Regions from separate parts of the Mus musculus genome. Here region 1 is linked to region 2. A link is a contact called in public promoter capture Hi-C data. All regions are on one chromosome and are shown on one strand. The core of a region is the stretch at or near the end of the contact, and the rest is flanking DNA. Distances in the headings are between cores, read along the strand shown.

Region 1 (5,272 bases), core at 1,430-3,929, 180 kb before region 2:
CTAGGAAAATAATAACTCTTCTTCTTCTCCTCCTCAAGATTTGTTTTTGTTGTTGTTGTTTATCTAAGTTACTGTTACTGACTTCAGACACACCAGAAGAGGGCGTCAGATCCCATTACAGATGGTTGTCAGCCACCATGTGGTTGCTGGGAATTGAACTCAGAACTCTGGAAGAGCAGTCAGTGCTCTTAACCGCTGAGCCATCTCTCCAGCCCCACCCCCGCTTTGTTTTTTTTTTTAAAGATTTATTTATTTTATAAATAATAGTACACTGTAGCTGTCTTCAGACACACTAGAAAAGGGCATCAGATCCAGTTACAGATGTTTGTGAGCCACCATGTGGTTGTTAGGAATTGAACTCAAGGGAAAGGACAGTTTCTAAATATTTTATTTATTTATTTAATGTATATGAGTACACTGTAGCTGTACAGATGGTTGTGAGCCTTCATGTGGTTGTTAGGAATTAAATTTAGGATCCTGAACCCCACTCTCTCAGTCGCTGCTTGCTCTGAGCCCAAAGATTTATTATTATAGATAAGTACACCGATGCTGTCTTCAGACACACCAGAAGAGGGCATCAGATTTCATTATGTAGTTGCTGGGATTTGAACTCAGGTCCTTCGGAAGAGCAGTCAGTGTTCTTACCCACTGAGCCAACCCACCAGTCCAAAGGGGCCATTTCTTTTTATTCTTTTTTCTTTTTCCTTTTTTTTTTTTTTTTTTTTTTTTTTTTGGTTCTTCCAGACAGGGTTTCTCTGTGTAGTCCTGGCTGTCCTGGAACTCACTCTGTAGACCAGGCTGGCCTCAAACTCAGAAATCCGCCTGCCTCTGCCTCCCAAGTGCTGGGATTAAAGGCCACCACGAGGGCCAAAGGGGCCCTTTCTAAAGAGACTGAAGTAAACACTCCAGGAGGTTGCCATGCTGATGAAGTGGGTGTGTCTTTGTTCCTGTTACCCTTCTTCGGTTCCCCTGTTTTCCAGGTGATTTGCTTTTCTCTTTCAGCCAAACTGTAGTCCCCATGCCCTCTGCATAGTCCCAGTGACATTTGCTGGTATTGTCTCTTTCAGCTGAAATGCCCCTCCCCGATTGACCAATCAATTCATTAAATTCTTTTTTTTTTTTTTTTTTTTTAAATTTTTTTTAGATTTATTTATTGGTTATATGTAAGTACACTGTAGCTGTCTTCAGACACTCCAGAAGATCTCATTATGGATGGTTGTGAGCCACCATGTGGTTGCTGGGATTTGAACTCCGAACCTTCGGAAGAGCAGTCGGGTGCTCTTACCCATTGAGCCATCTCACCAGCCCCAATTCATTAAATTCTTATTTGTAGTTGGGCATGGGGGTGCATGCTTTAATCCCAAGACTGGGGAGGCAGAGGCAGGCAAATCTCTGTGAGTTGGAAGTCAGCTTGGTCTACAAAGTGAGTTCTAGGACAGCAAGAGCTATGTAGCAGGACTGTCTCAAAACAAACAAACAAACAAACAAAAAACCGAGCAAATGAACAAACAAAACTTACTTTTAGTTGATAAAGAGTATTATGTAAGACACAGTGGTGGCCCATGCCTTTAATCCCAGCATTTTGGAGACAGAAGCAGTTGGATCTCTGAGTTCAAGGCCAGCCAGGTCTATGTAGTGACCACTTCCCCAAAAAGCCTTCAGCTGGTCTTCCTGTCCTCCAAATGTGCTTAATGATTTCCGCTGCACATGTTCTTCCGGTCTTTTCTCCTGGCCTCATATCCCCCAGGCTCAGTTCTAGCATCACATCCTTCCTACTGTCTCTGCATTATTATCCACCTCTTCACGGGCTGGCCCAGCAACCCAGCAGAATCCTGGAGGAATACAGCCCTGTCCTATAGCAGAGCTTGGCTTAACACTGTGCACACAACAGAGTGTTTTGTTTCTTTTAATATTTGTTTATTTATTTAATATATGAGTACACTATAGCTGTCTTCAGACACACCACAAGAGGGCATTGGATCCCATTACATATGGTTGTGAGCCACCATGTGGTTGCTGGGAATTGAACTCAGGACCTCTGGTAGAGCAGGCAGTGCTCTTAACCACTGAGCCATCTCTCCAGCCCTAAAAGTTCATTTTTTCATTGACTTTGTTTTGCAAAACTTCCCACCTAGTAATATACATTTTACACAAAATGTCAGTTAAAACAGGACAGACAGAAGGGTGAGGCTGGGCCTAGGACCCCAGTAACAGAGAGGAAAAGACTGACTATGCGATAGTTCACTCAACTCAGACTAAACATTTTCTTCCCTTCAGCATGCTGAGGTCCCTGTGGTTTAAGACTTGGTGACCAATACCCTGTAGGGAAATTAATTATCCGGCCATCCGCCCTCAATCCCTTCTCCCACAGGGCTCCAGGGATAGAGATTTTAGCGTAAAGTCCTGAATTGGTCTCAGTGAGCCAGAAAGTACTTACCTTTAAGAACCATCTCTCTCACTCTCAGCCTGGATAAGCATTTTCCTTGGGAAAGGGGGGATATGTAGGTCTCCAACTTATGAGTTTCAAGGCCACAGTCTTATAATTGGGACAGACTAGAGGAAACAATTGCTCTTTGCAAAGCCAGAGCTCTAAATCAAAGCATGGAAAAGAGGCCAAGGGCCCTAGGCTAACATCTGTTGTTGAGTCATAGCCTGAACAGACTCAGGCCCTAGCTCAGCAGCTTGGCTCTGAGGAATCAGAGAACTCAGGGGATTCCACGGGCCCCACAAAAACAGCCACCCAGAACCAGGAGCTGGCTAAAGAGGGAACATTGCTTCTCTATCCCAGGGGGCATTATCCTCCTCCATTCAAGTATGGTGTCAAGCAGAACAGCTTCCCAAAGTGGAAATGTTTCATCGAACAGTTCATGGTCAACAGTGATTTAAAACGGGGACAAAGCCAGGCATGGTGGTACACACCTGTAATCCCAGCTCTTGGCAAGCAAGGCAGGGGATAGGGGCTTTTGAGGCTCCCAAGAAAGACACAGGGAGAGCTCCAGAGACACAAAGAAAGTGAACATTAGACACCTGTCTGGCCTGGAACTCACTATATAGACCATGTATACCTCAAACCCACAGAAATCAACCTGCCTTTGCCCCCTAATTACTGGGGTTAAAGGTGTGCACCACTATGCTCTGTGTTCCTTTTTTATTTATTCTAAGTCAGGGTCTTACTAAGTTGAGCAGGTTGCCCTTACATTTTCAGTCCTCCTTCCCCATCACCAAAGCAGCTGAGGCTAACAATCTGCTTCTCTTGGCTGAGACAGCATGTGCTACCAGGCTCTTTTCTGCTTAGTGCAAGGAAAAATGAAGACATGGAATATGGGCAGTTGTTGGGCAGGCAGGGAACAAGCGCTCCTGTGAGCTTTTTTTCCATCACCAGGCTTGCAGCCCAGGTTTATAGGAGGCTGACAATGATGGCTGCATGTCTGGGCAGCTCTTAACGCCCTCATGGCAGAGGTCCCAGAGAGGCAGAAATCAAGCCTCCTCGGTAGCACACAGGAGTTGGCTTAAAACACTACAAAACACAGGCAATAAAAGACAGCAGAAGCCAGGAGCTTGCCACCTCCTCAGCCCCATCCAACATCTCTAATTGGAAGGACTGTCGATGCTGTTGTTTCCCAGCTACTCTCCTGCATCCGCCCTGGCCTCGTTCATTCCTTGCAGCAGCCGCTCACCGCTCACCGTGGCTTGTAAAGCAGACCCCAGAGTTCTCTCTCCTTTTTTTTTCTTTCTGATCCCTTAGAGCCTTGTTTCTGGTCTCCAGAAAGTCTCCTGCCCACTTCCTATCTCTACCCCACATCTCTGCTCCTCCCATGTAGCTCAGCAGGCCCTGCAGGAGAGCCTCCCTTTCCTGCAGGGCAACACTCACTCCTGCATCCTCTAGCTAGGCCAGTCTTCTCGGCATCCTTGCCAACCCCACCCTGCTTCCACCCTGTTAATATTCTGACACAAGCAGTCTGGATATACCTGCGCCAAGCAAGACTGCCGGTGCAAGAGAAACCCAGGAGTCAGGAGCCGCAGCCACATCTGGGGCGGGATGTTTCCAGAGTGTTTTGATGCCTGTATTGTGAATACAGCTGAAGCAGGGGGAAAAGTTACAGTCTCAATAGAAAGAGAAAGGGAAACCAGAGGGATCAGGCAACAGGACCGTGTTGTCCATTTCCTTGGCCCAGAAGAGTTTGTGTAAATTCACCTATGTCTTGTTTGGCTCTGTAGCCCACTAGCTTCCTGGCAGAAAGGGATGAAAAGAAAAGCCACTGTACTAACAGAGACTTCCAGAAACCACCAAACCCTTGAAGAGTTGCAGTCAGCATTTCCCAGAGCTTTTCACTTCTGCAAAGGATGTGAGCTGCTCACGTGCCTCTCCTGTGACTGCTGTCCCTCCATGCAGTCTTAGGACCTATAACCAAATCAGGACACACTGTGGCCAAACACAGGGTTCCTAGACAGGGTCAAAGCTTGGGTTAGACCACAGGGCCTGATGGCTGGTAACTTTTCTGAATACCACAATCACCTACCCATCAAAATCAGAGAGTTGTAATTCACTGCTCACATGCTGACCACAGGATGCTACCTCTGAGAGACAGTGTATCATGTGCTCTCATTCTCCCCAAGAAGTAAAAGACCCACGGGGCAAAGAGATGTTAGCATAATTTATTAAAGTTGCCATACAAAGACTATGTCACAGACAGGAAAAGAATTTGAAGGGGCACGGAGATTATGTACAACCCACTCGTTCTGCCTGAAGTCTCAGGACACTGTACAGACAAAGCCAGGATCTGGGTCTAGTCCTGACACAGAAACACACAAGACTTAAGGCTTCTGGTTGTGAGCCAAGTAGAACACTCATGAGGCTACTAGACCACACTATAGCGAACACGATGAGCTGCAGGGTCATTCAGGGCTGGGATAGAGGTTGTTATGGGTGGAAGTGTTCAGAGAGATTAGAAGAACCTCTGTTTCCTCCCAAACAGTCCCCACTGCCCTATTCCCCAGACAGCACACACTCTGGGACAGACATGAGCCTCCTGAGATACAGGTAGACTCTAGGGAAAGAAAGGAAAAGCAGCAGCTAGAGGGATGGCATGGGGAGTTAGTATGACACTGTGAAACCAACGAGGCCAACCAGGATACTTTCCCCATGTCCAGGTAAACCTAAATACCTCGGCAGAAAGCTGCAGAACACTGGTACTAAATCAATTATGAGATATAAGCAAAACCAGCAATAACTTAGCAAAATAAATACAGTAGCAGTTTTGCTGAGACTGAC
Region 2 (5,185 bases), core at 1,068-3,567:
ACAGAACTCCCCAAGTGGACTCTAGACCATAGTCACTGAAAAAGCAGAAACCTGAGAGCCAAACTAGAGCTGCTTGGCCAGTGGGGGTAAAAAAACACAATGAAGAACTGGGCCCTTACAAACTCGCTGGACTGGTTTGAGAGGCAAAGAGAAGGGAGGGCCGGGAAGGCTACGTTGGAACCTTGCAAAGCAGACCAGAGAGGTTCCCACCAAAGGCAGAGGAACAAGACCAAGAGTGGAAGCTCTGTCCTGCCTATATGCCAAGGCCGAGGCTCCTCTGGAGGAGGTGGCGGGAGGTGGGGAGGAGGAGACAGGAGTTACAGATGCACAAAGAACTTGGTGACAAGCCAGAGTGTGACAGGAACTTTGTCTCCCTCCACCACTCCCTCTCAAGTTCCCAAAGTGGCATTCCTGGTCTTCCACTTACCTCTGTCAGCTCCCAGGTCCTTGGTTCTCCCCTCCCTGGTACAAAGAGAAGCAGCTCTACCCCCCTCTTCTCCCACAAGGGTAAAGGCAGGCAAGCCAGCCTGAGAACCACAGGAAGCCAGAATCCTCTTAGAATCAGGCAAATCTCTGAATGGGCAGGCCCCAGAGCAAGACCCATACTCCCAAATACCCAGGATGAAAGGAACACGTAGGCAGCTTTGTCTACAAACATAGCGGTTGCTAATTATTTCCCAATTACAGCAACTGTCTTCAGACAGAGCATCAAAGGGGCCAAGCTAAGGTTGACTCTGCTTCACCGCTGCCTACGGCAAGGAAATTCACCTCAGAAGTTGTCTGGTGCCCAACGTATACCTCGTCTGTGGCCTGGGAATGTGGAGGTGTAAGTCCCCTAGTCTTTTGGTCTCCTAGGGAGTTCTGCCTATGTTTCTGCACCACTAGTAAGTACTCTAGTCTATCAAAGATCGTGAATCAAGGATGCCAACTAGGATTTCAGGGAATCAAGAGGATTCTGGGAAGGGTCAAGGAAATTAGCTGCACTTCCAGATCTCACCAGTGTCCCCCAATCTAGAACTAGAGAAAAAGAAGGAAATATAGGGCTGGAGAGATGGCTCAGCGGTTAAGACTGTTCTTCCAAAGGTCCTGAGTTCAAATCCCAGCAACCACATGGTGGCTCACAACCTTCTGTACAGCTACAGTATACTCATATACATAAAATAAATAAATAAATAAATCTTTTTAAAAAATATACAAAGAGACTACTTTGTAACAGAAAAAAAGAAGGAAATATGTATTTGCTGGAAGGAAAAATTTTTACATCAGCCTCAAGAAAGAAGACTATTTCTAGGTGGGTGTGGTGATATGAACCTGTAATCCAGGCACTGGGAGCGGAAGGCAGCCCACCAGTTCAAGGTCAGCCTCAGCTGTACAGCAAGTTCAAGTCCAGCATGGGCTATGGCAAATTCAAGGCCAGCATGGGCCATATGAAACCCAGTATCAATCCTCGTTTCACATCCCCGAGAAAGCAAACATTTTCAGCTAGTATGTGGGTCGAGGGATTTATGCTTCTCCATTCCCATTCCCCTCTCTTGTAGAATACACACAGTTCTTTCTAGAGGAAGAAGGAAAAAATTTCCCTGGCATGAAAGCAAAGAAAGAAACAGCCTTAAATAATCTCACACCTAGGAAAGAGATGGGTGCCCTCGTATTCTGACCTTAGTGTCTTACTGGCAACTGCTTTCACCTGTAGGCAAATGGTCAGGGAATGACCCCACACCTCAGCATTTCCAAAGCCAGAAGGAGAGTGTCAGAGACCAGTAAGGACTGACGGGGGCGGGGAGGGGGTAGTTACCCCCAAAACCAGCACATGCGGATATCACCACTTCAGTCTCTGAACCTCTGGCGGCACTTCCATTTGCTCCAATAGGATGAACCCTCCCCCGCCCCCATGCTGGTCTCCAAGAGAAATTCTGCCCCAAGGGCTGGCGCCTGACCTCCAGAGATTGTAGCGCTGAAATGCATGCATGCCCTGGGAATAACCTAACCCTCAGGTGCCTCACACCTGGCACCTTCCCAGCCACTCGCTTCTGACACCGTGGAGTAGGGGTTAGCTCTTAGCTCTGCCACCGCACTCTGACCGCCCTTCCTGCTAAACTCAGCACCTGTGCCCAGGAGGAGGGCATTTGATGCCTCTACTCCGGCCCTCGAGCATACTCCTGAGGACCCACTCGCATCGCAGGTGTCCTCGCTCCAGACAGATTCACTCACCCCGGTCCAGATCAGTGCTCCCGGATTCACACACCCCGCAGGGGATCGCGCTCCGACCAGCCGAGCTACACGCGCTGCTGCAGCCCAGCCCCTCCGAGCTCTGAGCTCCCTCCTTTCCCCCGCCCACCAACCTGTTACTCCCCAGGAGCTCCGCCCCATTGGCCGTCACCTCCCGCCCCGCCTCACCCCTTCTTCTATTGGTCAGTTTCCCGCAAGGGGCGGAGCAGACACCGCGGGAACCCAGAACCGGGGTCCCCAGCCCGGTGGACGGGAGGGGCGGTGGGGTCACGTGGACTGGTGGGGCGAGGGCGGGGCACCGGGGGACCTAAGAGGCCATTTTGGGGGCGTCGGGGCTCTGCGGACCCGCGTAGCTTAGCGCCAGAGCATCCCCTGGGTTCTGTGGGAAGTGCCTTCCTCGTGCTCTTCTCAAAGCAAATCTCGGTTCACAGCCCTTTCTGCCCTTCATCTGCCTCCGCATAAGCCAGAATACAGTTCTGTCGCTTTCCGCAGAAAATTTCTTCGTAGTCTCCCGATGTCAGCGCGTTCTGCATCTCTGCTCGCCTGCCTTATCGGCAATCCGAACCAAAATCTCAGTCGTGGATTCTCATCCTCGGGCTCCTGGCCTCCATAATCATTTTGCACCCTTTTTCTTTGGAAGATGTAATCACCCAATTTACATCACCCTAAAAATCATTTTCATTTTATCTCCCTATGAAAATCTCGGCCAGAGCCGAGATCTTCATTTTCTTTTGTTTTGTACGCTTCATCTCAAACGCCTATAACAGAGGTCAGCACATAGTTGGCTCTTAATAAAATGTGTAGAATGAATGACTTGGGAACCGAGTGCTGTAAATTTACACGCATCAGAATAAGCTTTATAAGCAGAAAGGAGCTCAACTACAGATTGTAAATCCATCTTTTCTGAAAGCCTGTCAAGTAGGGCTTTTGGTCCCACTACACCGAAAAGACTCTGGGGTGCTTTGCGTGCAGACTGAGGCAGGTAACATTAAAGCTGGCTCCTAGTGTCAATCGCTGAGGTATGTTAAAAGAAGATTGGCTTAGCTTACCTTGCTGGCCTCTGAATAGTTCTCTCCTTTATTTGTTCAGTAAATATTTATTGTAATATATTTAGATTTGAAGAGGAATCTTCCCTACAGCCAGCATTTCTGTGGCGTTAGCTGGAGATCATTCCCTTCCCCTCCCCCAGCCTTCAGATGCTGGGCGTGGACCCTGGAGGGGAAAGTCCACCTACCTGTTCTGTAGCTGGGTTGCTAGGTCTCCGCATTCCATGAGAAGCCTTCTATGAGGGATACAGCCCTTAAGGAGGAACAAGGAGGGAGGGAGAGAGAGGGAGAGAGAGGGGGAGAGAGAGCGAGAGAGAGAGAGAGAGAGAGAGAGAGAGAGAGAGAGAGAGAGAGAGAGAGAGAGAGGAAATATGTGCGGTTTGGGCGACCTATTGCAGAGGTGGTGTCCCTTCTGGGTCAGGTTACTTTTACACCAAAGAGTGGTCTGGAAAAGAGATCTTAAAAATAAACAACTAAACAATCAAACGGACAGACTGATGAATTGGCCCCAATACTAGTAAAGTGAAGGTAATTGAATTCTCCTGGGTACCCCTTAGACTGTATTTAGTGTATTTATAGAAGATAGAAATAGAGTAGTTATCCAACATTAAAGCACGGGTGGGGAGAAATGGGAGCCTGAGTCATCCACCATCAACTTTTCTTCCTTGGGGGATGAACTCAGAGAGCTTTAAGCTCAGATGAAGAAGAGGGGGGAAGCTTCCCCTCCCCCCCCCCCAGATTTCAAAAGAAAATCTATCCTGGTGCACACCTTTGATCTAGCAGAGAGTTTGGGGCTAGCCTGGTCTTCAAATCAAATTCCAAGCCAACCAGAGCTACACCATGGGGGAAGGTGTCATGGAGAGACACTAAAAGACCCAACCCCCCACCCCACCCCTTTTCTGAAAGAGTAGTTGTGAAAGAAGAGGGTGTTGAAGAAATTGAGTCAGATAACTTTAGACACCTGATTGCTGGACCTGCCACAGAGAAATGTGATTGATTCTCTTCGAGGCTGAAAATAATCTCAAAAAACGTGGAGCTGTTGAAATGATCTGTAGCTGGGGGTGAGGAGGGGTATGATAGAGGCCAGTGGAAAGTCACAAATGATTTGCTTAGTAGAAGATTTCTTTTCAACCAAAAGGTATAACCTGATGTGAACTTTTAGAAAACAGGTTAGGTTATATACCCATAGGGGTCTTTTCTACAGGTCATACTAGAGAGATTTCTGGTTTTGGTTGGTTGGTTTTAAAAGATTTATTTATTTTATTAATATGAGTACAGTGTAACTGACACACCAGAAGAGGGCATCAGATCCCATTTCAGACTGTTGTAAGCCACCATGTGGTTGCTGGGAATTGAACTCAGGACCTCTGGAAGAGCAGTCACTGCTCTTAACCACTGAGCCATCTCTCCAGCCCATAGAGAGGTTTCTCTAACTGTGCAGATAAAAAGAAAAGGAAAGAAAGAAAGAAAGAAAGAAAGAAAGAAAGAAAGAAAGAAAGAAAGAAAGAAAGAAAGAAAGAAAGAAAGAAAGGAAGAAAGAAAGAAAGAGGAAGAAAGGAAGGAAGAAAGGAAAACAGGTAATGTTAATGGTCTGTGGTTCAGAAGAGTGCTAGCCTAGCCTGTGCTGAGGATTTGGCTCAGTAGAAAAGTATTGCCTGTCATGTCTAAGGGCCTAGGGTCAACCAGTTGGAGAAAAGGTGTCACAGAGGAGCACCTGCCTAGGGGAAAAAAAAAAGCTGGAGAAAGATGAATGGGAATAAGAGAATGTACAATGGCCAGAAGAGGGAGCCTATAGTGTGAACAAAGGAATGAGGAAGTAGTGGGAAGATAAGGGGTGTTAAACATCAACATAAACTGTACAGTTTATATGTAGTCCAGTGTCTTAGTTAGGGTTTTACTGCTATGAACAG

What was found. Promoter capture Hi-C pulls out the DNA fragments that hold promoters and counts their contacts.
Region 1: a contact with region 2 is called in a promoter capture Hi-C map of hippocampal neurons, with 2.2 times the contacts expected there. The contact joins the enhancer-like site here to the promoter of Cgn in region 2. A contact is called at or near these places in 12 of 39 promoter capture datasets (the 3T3-L1 cell line, the C10 cell line, cranial neural crest and 6 more), 1 of 484 Hi-C or Micro-C datasets (reprogramming fibroblasts), 4 of 115 datasets of contacts at active chromatin or transcription factors (embryonic stem cells, epiblast stem cells and pancreatic cancer cells) and 3 of 9 other capture datasets (adipose tissue, liver and pancreatic islet).

Annotation. Positions count from the first base shown.
Region 1 is chr3:94,608,117-94,613,388 of GRCm38.p6, forward strand. It overlaps Tuft1 (tuftelin 1), which reads right to left. Exons shown (of 13, transcript NM_011656.3): 13 at 4,637-5,272. Among named protein-coding and RNA genes, the nearest start is that of Snx27, 28 kb to the left of the region's middle. Within about 2 kb of position 2,680, at least 81 of the 459 cell types and tissues checked have an H3K27ac peak or open chromatin away from gene starts, as enhancers often do. A contact at or near this core is called in adipose tissue, hippocampal neurons and trophoblast stem cells, where this site is marked.
Region 2 is chr3:94,784,165-94,789,349 of GRCm38.p6, forward strand. Cgn (cingulin) reads right to left here and starts at 2,318. Exons shown (of 21, transcript NM_001037711.3): 1 at 2,212-2,318.